Regions from separate parts of the Sus scrofa genome. Here region 2 is linked to region 1. A link is a contact called in public Hi-C data. All regions are on one chromosome and are shown on one strand. The core of a region is the stretch at or near the end of the contact, and the rest is flanking DNA. Distances in the headings are between cores, read along the strand shown.

Region 1 (5,645 bases), core at 853-3,352:
AAAATGACTGAGAGGAAACACACCACCATGCCCTCAGCTCCAGTACCTTCTTCAGGATAAGGGGGACGAAGAAGACAATGGGGATAGTTCACACATACGGAGTGTTCACGCCAGGCTAAATCTTTAATGGGTGCTTCTTTATTCATTTTTATATTTTTCAAGGTCTCCGCAATTGACATGTATAATTTTAATCATCAGGAATACAACTGCTGTTTTTTAGATCATTAGAGAGAGAGTTATTTTCATACAATTAAAGGCAGCCTCTAGACTCTGACAGATAAGGTCAACCCCCCACCCCCACCTTCCCGATGGTCCCCTCCTCCCCTGCCCAGTCCCCCTAACCCTGCAGAACTTCCTGGAAACTGGGCCCAGCGGCCCTCTAAGTGCCCATGGCCAGATGCACCAAGCTAGAACCCGTATCCCAGGAGTCCCCACCCCTGGCTTATTCAAGTTTCCGTGGCTACCTGGCAGCAGGTGCCTAGGAGTCTGCACCTGGAAATCAGACCAGCCCTGACCCTGCGGTGTGACCTTGGCCAAGTGACTCTTTCCTCTGTACCTGTGTCCCTATGAAACAGCCATCGTAGCAGTCCCACCTCCTTTGTAGATGGGTGCCAGAATGAAACAGGATGAGGGAAGAAGAGTGCCCCATCCAAGGTCTGGCACACAGTAGGTGCTCACTTAATAGTTTTTCTGCTCACGATGCAGGCACCTTGTGCACAAGAGAAACGTTATCGTCCTTATGCTGCTTTTAGAAATCAAGAGTTTAAAACTGAACAGCTTGGGGCCCTTCCTGGCATTTCTCCCTTGCTTGATGGCACCCTAAACACCATCACCCGTGAGCCATAGAGAGAGGCACCCTGAGCACAGTTGCCTGTGGGTTAAAGATAATAAGCACATAACGTTTTCAGGAAGGTTCCGAGATTGTTGTAATCGCTGATCAATAGGCCCTTTATGGAAGTATTTTTATTCTGGGAAAAATCAAGATACAATAACCCAGATGACCCCCCCGGGGTCACACTGAGACCTCCTGACACCAACTTCGATGACTAAGATTCCCCCAAAGAAAGAAGAATGCATGGTTACCCCCACTCTGATTCTTCTCTGGAACCCTGTGTTTCTCCTTTTTGACTCTAAAACTCCCCAAAATTCTCCCCCAAAAGAGGGCGCAGTTTTTAAGGCATTAGCCTGCTGCGGCCTCCTTTGCTGAGCAAAGCACCACAAGCTTCTTTTTTCTCCTTCACCCCAAACTCCGTCTCCACGTTCCGACACGCGTGGGCAGCGGGCGAGTTGGGGCCACAGTCATCCCAATTATTACTATTTGCTACTAATTTGTTTGGGAAATGCCCAAAGGCAGCAGACAGGCAGTCCCCTCAAATAAGGACTTATTCAGAGGTCCTCGGGACGGAGGCCCGGCAAAGCAGAATGTTAAAAGGATAAAGAGTCCCCCCGGGCTGGACAAAGTCTGGGGCTGCTGGGGGGAGGGGAGTCGGCGCAGGGAAGGGTTTAAGCCTCGGACAATGGGCGCCGTCTGAACTAACCAGCGCCGCTTCTTTGAGTCGTGAGAAGAGCTATTTTCTTGTTTAAAGCCTTAAAGAGCTATTAGGTTGGGCAAATCACTGGTAAAACAGCTGGAAACTTAAGTAGCAATTTAAACAGCCCATCGCCCTCGCATCCCCTGGTGGAATGCGGGCCGCAGGCCGGCGGGTCCCCGGCCCTACATTGTCTGGACTAAGAGGATTGAGCGAGGACCTCTCCGCAGGCTCTGAATGCGGCCCGAGCTTTAGGGAGCAAAGCCACCACTTCTACCCCACCCCCTCCTCTCTCTTTTTTTTTTTTTTTTTAAGTGAGCAGACCGAACTCTAATTTTCCGTCTTTTCTCTCCCAAGCCCCCTTGCATCGGCCCGTTCTTTCATTATGTGGAACTAACGAAGGCCTTGCAGAGTCCCCGCCCGCCAATGGGCCCGTAAATAAAACATGTTTCATTGATCAACTTCAAAAAGTCCTCGGTGGGGCGGGGCGGGGGCGGGGCGGGGGCGGGGCTGCGCCGGGGCGGTGAGTGACAGCGCGGGAGGAGGGGCCGCGCATAAAGTGTTTCTGTCCCCGCCATCGGCGTGTTTGTTTTGTGGCCGGCGATTCTGCAGGCGCCGGGGCCCGTCCGCCCGAAGCTCCGCCGTTCACCCGCGGTGGACGGAAAGGAGGGCTGGGTTGCTTTAAATGTTTTATTTTATTTTTTCTTAATCTCCTCGCATATAAAAATTGGGGCCAGGCAAGCAGAGCTCTGGCCGTGGAGCAGTCCCCACAGGGAAATGTGGCCTCCGGCTCCAAGCTTCCATTAGCATCCATTCCAGCAACATCCCGAGGCCCCCAGAGCCTCCGGGGCGGGGGCGGCGGTGCAGGAACTGGCACCCAGACAGGATCAAGCGTGGCCCACCCACCCGGGGTGGGAGCGCCTGCAGCCCAGGGACAGTTGAATCCCTGCTTTAACAAATATTTAGCGAGCACCTACTAGGTGCCAGGTGCCTCTACCGATTGAGTTTATTTTTATTGTTTGGGTTTTTTTTGCTTGTTTATTGTTTTGTTTTAATTGCCAAAGCAGTGACTGCCGATTGCAAAACAATTCCATGACACATTATGGGTACAAGTGAAAAGGTAAAAGTTCGCAGTGGCAACCTCCTGATCCCACTCCCTGGAGGCAACTGCTGTTTACATTTGGACCTCGATTTCTGAGACTTTATACATACATGCAAGGAGAGAGAGATTTTTAGTTGTGCGTTTTGCAAGCATGGGGGTCACAGATCTTGTTTTAAGACTTGCGTTTGTCACAATGTAGCTGGACCATTTTTTGCAAGGTGTTCTTTAGTGGCTGCATATTAATATTCCATTGTATTTACTCCACCCTTCCCCTACTGAAACATATTTAAGTGGTTTTCAAGCCTTCCTTGTTCCTAATGATTGTGTCCTGAATATCTTTGCACAGCTATCTCTGTCCAGGAGCAAAAGCATTTCTGTAGAGATTCCTGGATGGGCAAGTGTTGAGTCAAAGGTAATTTTGCATTTTATTTAGTTTTTATTTAGTTTTTCCTTTTTATACAACACATGGAGCAAGGCTCATAATATACACCATACATTTGACACAGGTATATATGTCTGTAGTCCCACCCAGACCAAAATATAGACTATTACATACACCCAGAATGCTCTCATCTGTGCCCTCCCGCTTGAGAGGTAAAGAAAGAGCATTCAAAATTATGGAGATAAGCCTTGTATAAACACTTCTCCAACTTACCTCCCACAGCAGTATCTGAGACTAAGACTGTCCATCTCCCCACAGACTCTCCAGCACTAAGTGTTACTGGTCTTTTTCTTTTTCTTTTCTTTTTTTTGCCAATCGCATGATAGCAGTGAAGGTAGACTTCTTATTTTTTATTTTTTATTGTAGTTGGTTTACAATGTTCTGTCAATTTCTGCTGTACAGAAAAGTGACCCAGTTATACATTTATATACATTCTTTTTTTTTCCCACATTATCCTCCATCATGTTCCGTCACAAGTGATTAGATAGAGTTCCCTGTGCTATACAGCAGGATCTCATTGCTTATTCACTCTAAATGCAATAGTTGGCATCTACTAACCCCAAACTCCCAGTCTATCCCACTCCCTCCCCCTCCCCCTTGGCAACCTCAAGGCTGTTCTGCATGTCCATGAGTTTGTTTCTTTTCTATAGAGAGGTTCATTTGTGCCGTATATTAGATTCCAGATATAAGTGATATCATATAGTATTTGTCTTTCTCTTTCTGACTTACTTCACTTAGTATGAGAGTCTCTAGTTCCATCCATGTTGCTGCAAATGGCATTATTTTGTTCTTTTTCATGGCTGAGTAGTATTCCATTGTGTGTATGTACTACATCTTCTTAAACCACTCATCCGTCATTGGACATTTAGGTTGTTTCCATGTCTTGGCTATAGTGCCACAATGAACATGGGGTGCGGGGGGAGGTGTGCATGTATCTTTTTGAATAAAAGTTTTGTCCAGCTATATGCCCAGGCGTGGGATTGCTGGCTCATATGGTAGTTCTATATTTAGTTTTCTGAGGTGTACCTCCCTACTGTTTTCCTTAGTGGTTGTACCCAGACTTCTTTTTTTCATTGTTCCTGGAAATACTCTCTCCTGCAGGAATCCCTACTCTGTAACCTGCTTATTTGCATCCTTTACCCATTTACTCTCGGCCATTAAGAATTCATTCTCTTGGCCCCAAGTTGCCTGGGGTTAGTCTGAGCCCCTTTCCCCTCCTCACGCTCTTCTTTACACGTCAGCTCTTCATCCCGCTAGTGAAAGAAGAATAAGAATCCTCCTTTGTTTGCCTCTGGGGACCCACTTTCCCGGTATTTTTACCCGAAGCATCTGGAACACATCACTTCACCTCTCTGAGCCTCAGTTGCATCATCTGTAAAATGAGGATTATCACCCTTCCTGGCAGGGGTATTTGGCGAATGAAGTGAGTTTGGGAGCAACAGCCTGGTATAAATTAAGAATTTAGTGACTTGTGCCCACAGGCCCTCACTGGAGTCTCCCAGGCTTTTCTCCAGTTTCCAAAGGGAGCCCCTGGAATTGGATTTCTGTGGCCAAAGGCAAAGGAGACTCTGGCTCTACAGTGGTGAAGGTTTACTTAAACCAGTTTTTGCAAACCCCTGGGATCAAAAAGGCTCCAGGCTGTTTCTCAAAGAGTGTTCCAAAGACTCCTTTTTTTTTTTTTTTTTTTCACTTTTTAAGGCCATACCAGCAGCATATGGAGGTTGCCAGGCTAGGGGTTGAATCGGAGCTGTAGCTGCCAGCCTATACCACAGTCACAGCAATGCCAGATCCGAGCCACATCTGTGTCCTACACCACAGCTCACGGCAACACCAGATCCTTAACTCACTGAGAGAGGCCGGGGATCGAACCCACATCCTCATGGTTCCTAGTCGGATTTGTTTCCACTGCGCCACTACAGGAACTCCCCCACAGACTCTTAACAGTGCTGCATGATTAATATTGAAAAGGTGGAGGAAAGTGATCAAATCACTGTGGGGCCCTCTGGTCCAAGCAGACACGGGATGTCTCTGCTGCAGCATCTCCAGGAGCCTTTACTACGCAAACGGCTGGGACAGCTCTCCAGAAGGATGGAGTGCTTGTAGAGAGAGGTAGTTCCCAAGTGGACTGGACCCTGGACTCCCAGAGTAGCAGGATTTTGCTCTCAGGAAAAAAGCCACCTGCAGAGAAGAATCCAGGTGGGGTGAAACAAATGCCGTAACCCTATTCACAGTGCCCCACCCAGGCCAGAGAGTTCTTTCTAGAATTTGCCCTGTCATTCCCTTGCCCAGAGCCCTCCCATGATCCCCCCCCATCATCTCCAGGATAAAGTCATAGCCTGGGAAACCAGCCTGGCTTCCCTCTGCTCTGCACCTTTGCCTCCAGGCCCACCAAATGATTCGCAGTACCCTCTGCTCTCCCAGGATGTTTTGCCCCTGTTCCTTCACTTGGAAAGCTCTTCATCCGCCAGCCACCCATTGAACTCCTATTCATCCTACAAAACCCGACTTACCTCTTCAGTGAAGTTTTACCCTCACATGTGCCCTCTCCCTACCCAACCAGACCTGCCTCCTT
Region 2 (5,645 bases), core at 1,156-3,655, 64 kb after region 1:
CCTTCTCTCTCTTTTCTCGCAGATGTGGACGAGTGTCAGGACAACAATGGTGGCTGCCAGCAAATCTGTGTCAATGCCATGGGCAGCTACGAGTGTCAGTGCCACAGCGGCTTTTTCCTCAGCGACAACCAGCACACCTGCATCCACCGCTCCAATGGTGAGCGCTGCCCACTCACGCCCCCACCCCCGGGAAGCCCGAGGCCCCGGACAGCCCCTCTCCGCACCCTAATTTTGGGGGCCTCAGGGTCGAGGCAGAGAACGTAGGGGTGGCCTGAATGGTGGTTTTGTGCTTCCAGTGTTGGTTCTGCACGGAACTCCTCCCAGCTCCTCCCTCCACCCCCTGCAGCAGGGCTGTTGGTGTTTCTGGTGTTTTCTGTGGCAGTGAGGTGGGGCAGGTGCCAGGCCCCAGCTCTGCCCTCCCTAGCGGGGAGCGCTTCCCTCAAGCAGCTCTGCTGCTCCGAACCTCAGCTTCCTCATCTGCAAAGGGGGACCATGGTGTGGAGCCAGCAGGGTCTTGGGAGGATGGGACCCCACACACTAACACTAAGCTCTGGGGGAGACCGGGGGCCCTGGTCATGATTTTTATTTGAAAACAGTTGCTGAGATAGAAAAGAAAGACACACTTAAGAAATACAAAACCCGGGGTAATTAGGCAGAACGGCTTTCCTGGCTCCTTGGAAGTCTTAGTGTTTGTTTAGGCAGCTTCCTCAAGGACAGGGCAGCCCGATAATTCTCAGCCCTGCCGTGTCCCCAGGAGGACAGAAAGGCCGAGCGCCACGGTCCCTGGGCGCTGCTCCAGGCGCACTGTCCGGGCTGACGAGGCACCTTAGGAGGTCTCGTGGCTGTGGGGCTGTGGGGTCCTGCTGCCCCGGACGAGGGCCCTGGGCCCAAATCGAGTTTTATAAAAAGCACACTTGTGAGGAAGAGAGGGCGAGTGGTGGTGGGAAGGGAGTCGTGCTTTCATCAAGGAGAGGGGTTTGCAGGGAGACGAGGCTCGGAGCAAGCGGGAAGGGCCCGAGGCTGTGTGCGCTCTGCTCCTGTAGACCAGCTTTCCCACGAGCAGGGTGGGCGCTCGGGAAGGCCGTGGCCTGGTTGGAAGGCAGATGAACAGGAGGGGACAGCACGACGCCAGGTGGCGGCTGGGTTCTGTTTGCAACCGGGGCTGCTCTGCCTGTAAGGATTCGCTGTGCCAAGGACGTTCCAGAGCAGAGCAGTGGGGTTGGGGGACACGATGACGTGGGGGCAGCGACTGCGGCTGCTGTGGGCTCCACGCTTCCTCCAAGCTGGGCCCTCACAGCAGCCTGCCGAGCTGGGTTATCGTGACCCTGTGACTGGTGAAGGTGCTTAAGCCCAGTCAAGTTGGGAGACCTGCCCGAGGTCATACCATAGGTTCCAGGCAGTCAGGATGCCAGCTCTGGTCACCAGGTGGGACGCGATGAGGCTGGTAAGGAAAGAAATCAGGCAGAGGAGCAGAAACAGACAGGTGCTGACGGCCTCTCTGAGGAAGCTGCACACGAGCTAGAACAGATCGACGAGCGGGAGGGGCTGCGGGAGGGGTCTGGGGTGGGGGTGCAGGCAGGGTTTGTGTCAAGGCCCGCGGGGAAGGGACCAGGCTCCTGTGAAACTGAACAAGGGCGGGGTGGCAGAGCACAGCAAGCTGGCACGAGGAGTGCATGCCAGGGGCCACCGTGAGGCTGGTGGGACGTGGCCGGAGCTGGGATTTCAGGCATCAGCGGCCGAGCGGAGCTGGTGAGGCAGTGGTGGGGGAGTGATGCCAGAGGGCAGGGCGGGGGATATCAGGGGAGACTCAGACTCTCCAGGGGCCAGGAATCTAGATTCAACCAGAATACAGATTTGGGGGACTCAGCCCCAATCTATGTCAACCAGCTGTTGGTTAAAGAAGTCCCTGCTCTCGTTAGGATTTTTGCGTCAATCTCCCAATGTTGAAATCCAGGTAGTGAATCAATCTGAGAACTAGAAAACTTCTTGGCTACCTGCCTAAGGACAAGGGAGGCATTTCCGGGGTCCCCGAAGGCTGCGTGGAGGGACTGAGGAGGACAGGACAGGACAAGTGCATGGGACCTGGACCCCCGGTCCTCTGTGCCTGTGGGGGCATGGGCCTGGGCCACCGGACGGGCTGCTCCTTCCCGAGGCTCCGTGGGTTGTCGTGGCAGTTGCCGCCTTGACCGTGTGTTAACTGCAGTGCTGGTTGTTAGAGCTCAAAATCAGAACGTGTCCAGCGAGCTGAGACCAGCTTGTTCTGCCCCCAAGTGACCTCTGACCCAGTCAGATTCCTATGTCACCTGACTCTAGGTTCCTAATGGCTCGCAGCCCTCTGGAGCCTCCCCTGAGCCGGGGAAAGCAAGGAGGCCGGTTTGATTAGAGGGGACACGACGCACGAGCAGGGTCAGCCAGGGCCAGTCCAGGCTCCTGGCCAAGAGACAAGGCCACGGACTCAGCCCTTCTGAGTGGCTGCACCTCATAGGCGCCAGCACAGACCCTGGCCTGAGGCGTGTGGATCTGGCCAGGTGGGGGTTGGGAGTTTTAGGTTCTCGGCTGTTCTCCGTCTGCACTGGTCACGTGGCCTCTGCCATTACTCCTACCTCTCTGGGTCTCCTTGTCTATAAACCGAGACCAGTAATCCCTCCCAGACAAGCGAGGGCTCCAGTAGGGGAAATGCTTTGAAGGGGTCAAGTTCATTGCCTGCCCTAGGGGTGGCCGCTCACATAGGCAGCTTCCTCAGGCCTTTAGAACGCATGCTGGATTTGGGGACACAGGCTGTTCCCTGGTTCCCAGCTTGGGTGGGAGGGGACCCAGAGCCGCTGAGATCTGTGGCCCGGCTCTCTCCACTCAGCACTTCTGGCAGCAGCACAGCCCACACTCACCCCCTCGTTCAGCCTCTGGCCCAGCAAGCTCTAAGTCCCTCTTCCGCCCCACGGCCGGGGGACAGCTGGGCCAGGCCAGTGCCAGCCTCTGCTGCCCCATCATGGCCGGCCGCCCAGGGCCTCCCAGTCCCGGTGTGGACAGGCCACCAGGCAGCTGGCACCTCCGGCTCTCTCCCTCTCCTAGGCCTGCTCTTTTCTCTTAAATGTACGTCGCGTCCACGCTCCAAGAAGGTGTTGACTCCTGGATGAACTTTCCCCTCTCCTTCCCGAGAGGACTTCTTCCCGTCAGTCTGAGCGAAGCTGATTTAGCGGGAAGGCGCTCTGAAAGGTCTGACGAGCTGTGTGATTAGGTCACTAGTTCATTCATTCGTGTGCCAGGCGCCCGGCTGGTCCCTGGGATCCCAGTGTCAGTAAAAGCAGACACGGTCCTGCCAAGCTTTCCGCCTAGACAGGGGTCCGATGCTAACGAGGATGCTAGCAGTTACCTTCTCTTGAGGAGCTGAGGAGGGCGCCCTGGAGGGAGGGCACTGGGCCTTCCAGGGCCTCTAATGTTCCCATCTGCACAGCAGAGACGCAGTGAGAGCCGTCTCCAGGAGGGCCTGGTGAAGGATTGCCGTTCTCACTGGCGCTGATCCTGGGCCACCGCAGCTGCCCACAGCCGTGGGTTTGAGATGTTTGAGCCCCTCGCCCACGCAGGAGGCTGCCCGCTCTCAGGCCTCGCCTGATGCCCACTGTGGTCCCGTCTCTGGCGGTGCTGGAAGGCACCCGCGTGAGAGGCAATGTGTTGTCTCCACGGTGGAGAGATGCGGGACCGACTGGCAAGGGGGCTTGGGGGGCTGTATGTGTCAAAGCCCAGCCCCGAGGGCCCTTTGGCACAGACACCTGCCACCATTAAGAGCACAGGTTCTGGGGCCTGGCAGCCTTGCCTGGAACGCCAGCCCCCCAGCTCATCATCTGTGCGACCTTGAGCAACCTTGAGCAAGTCACATCTCTGGCCTGTTGTAGACTGGGGGTCATCGCAGTACCTGCTTCATAGAGGTGGAAAGATGATTTCAATAAATGCGGCGTCTTAGGATTGTGACTTATCAGAGGTGAGGAAGGAGGCCCGAGAGGGCAGCCCCCCCCCCACACACACATATACCCGGGCCTATTTCCAGAGCCGTCAGCAGAGTCAGGGCCTGGAGCATTCAGGGCAAGGCTCTGCTGCTGTGCGCGGGGGCTGCCCGGAGCCTGAGCTTCCGCTGAGGATGCTCAGGCGATCGGCAGTCAGGCCTCCTCGGGGAACGAATGCTCTTCCAAGCGGTGAGCTGATGGCCCTGGCACCCGGGCTTATCCGTGCTCAGGGCAGCACATGGCATGCAGACACCTAGCCTCACCCTCAGCCGTCACCCAGTCGCAGCTCGCCAGCACCCACCACGAGTCCCACCTAGGGCTGCAGAGCTCAGGCCCCCCGCTCACAGGGGAGGTTTGAGCGGTGTGCCGGGCCCCTGCTGGGCACCGGCCGTAGGGAACCGAGACTTGAGGAGGACATCAGGCCTCTGTCTGCTCCTGCTGCTCCCCAGGCTCTGGGCGCCCCACCCGACCCCGTGTACGGATCAGGGCCCCGCTCAGCCCGCAGTGAGCCGGCCCATGGAAGGCTGTCAGGCTTTGCCTCCTCTGGGCTCAGAAGGCTGCCTTTGTCCCCCACCCCCCTGCAGAAGGCAGTTTTCCCCCTGCTGCCTGCGTCCCTGCAGCTTGGCTCCCCGTGGGCAGGGACTCTGTCCCCCCTGTGCTGATGTGGGGTGGGGGAGGGGCTGGTGCTCCCCGTCCTCGGCTCGTGCAGGCCAGCTCCTGCTCAGCATGGACCAGTGGACGCCGCAGCCCGTCCAGGCGCTGGGCCAGGTGATGGAGCCCAGAGGCGTGTACGTTTCACCGCACACCGAAGCCTGCCATGCTGCCTCCCCTCCCGCGTTGGATGCTCTGGAACAGGCCACAGGGCCCTGAGCATCTGTGTCCCTGCAAGGCGGAGGCCCGTGCAGAGCGGATGCCGGACTGGCATTCTCCCAGCAGGACGTTGGGTTTACATGCGCGCCTTTAACGGTCTCTTTGATGTCCTTCTGAGTCTGTTTAAGTGCACGTAAAAATGTGGGTGGGAGACGGCCTCGCCCTCCCACCGCCAGCATTCCTTGTGGCACTCAGAGCCGTGTTTTCACAGAGCTCAAGATTTGGCATCCAAGGTAGCACTGGCTCCAGCCAAAATCTGAGGTGGGATCCAGGAACAGGAAAGCTTGGCTTCTTATGCATGAAATGCTAACGGTGAGGGTGAGAGCTCCCATCCTGCGGGTTCACTGCGGGCCAGGCCCTGGGATAAGCACTAGCATCTTGCATCCTTACAGGAACCTGATTTTACAGATTAAGAAACCGAGGCATGGAGAGGTTGGGACACTTGCCCAAGGTTGCAGCCCGTGGCACGGCAGAACCCACGCTCTGGTGGGCTGGCCTCTGAGCCTGGGCAGACTGCACAGAGGGTTCCAACAAGGCTTGCACACACCCCTCACCCCAGGCCCAAGAGGGTGGGACCTGGGAAAAGCAGAGATGCCTCTTTAGCTGGCACACAACCTGCAGTTCCATGGGTGTGAGCGTGCCAGGTATTAAGTTTACTTGTCTCTCTCTCTCTTTTTTTTTTTTTAATGTCCCCACTTGCAGCATGTGGAAGTTCCCAGTCCAGGAATTGAATCCAAGCTGCAGCTCTGGCAGTGCCAGACTCTCTAACCCACTGCG

Evidence for each region. A called contact is a pair of places that touch in the nucleus more often than the background predicts.
Region 2: a contact with region 1 is called in a Hi-C map of fetal liver, with 2.4 times the contacts expected there. The contact joins two enhancer-like sites. A contact is called at or near these places in 2 of 5 promoter capture datasets (liver and skeletal muscle) and 14 of 47 Hi-C or Micro-C datasets (brain, epiblast stem cells, fetal heart ventricle and 10 more).

Annotation. Positions count from the first base shown.
Region 1 is chr5:5,544,634-5,550,278 of Sscrofa11.1, forward strand. No RefSeq gene overlaps it. Among named protein-coding and RNA genes, the nearest start is that of SCUBE1, 14 kb to the right of the region's middle. Within about 2 kb of position 2,103, at least 27 of the 83 cell types and tissues checked have an H3K27ac peak or open chromatin away from gene starts, as enhancers often do. A contact at or near this core is called in fetal liver, where this site is marked.
Region 2 is chr5:5,608,471-5,614,115 of Sscrofa11.1, forward strand. SCUBE1 (signal peptide, CUB and EGF-like domain-containing protein 1) reads left to right here. Exons shown (of 24, transcript XM_003125983.6): 4 at 23-157. Among named protein-coding and RNA genes, the nearest start is that of SCUBE1, 50 kb to the left of the region's middle. Within about 2 kb of position 2,406, at least 9 of the 83 cell types and tissues checked have an H3K27ac peak or open chromatin away from gene starts, as enhancers often do. A contact at or near this core is called in fetal liver, where this site is marked.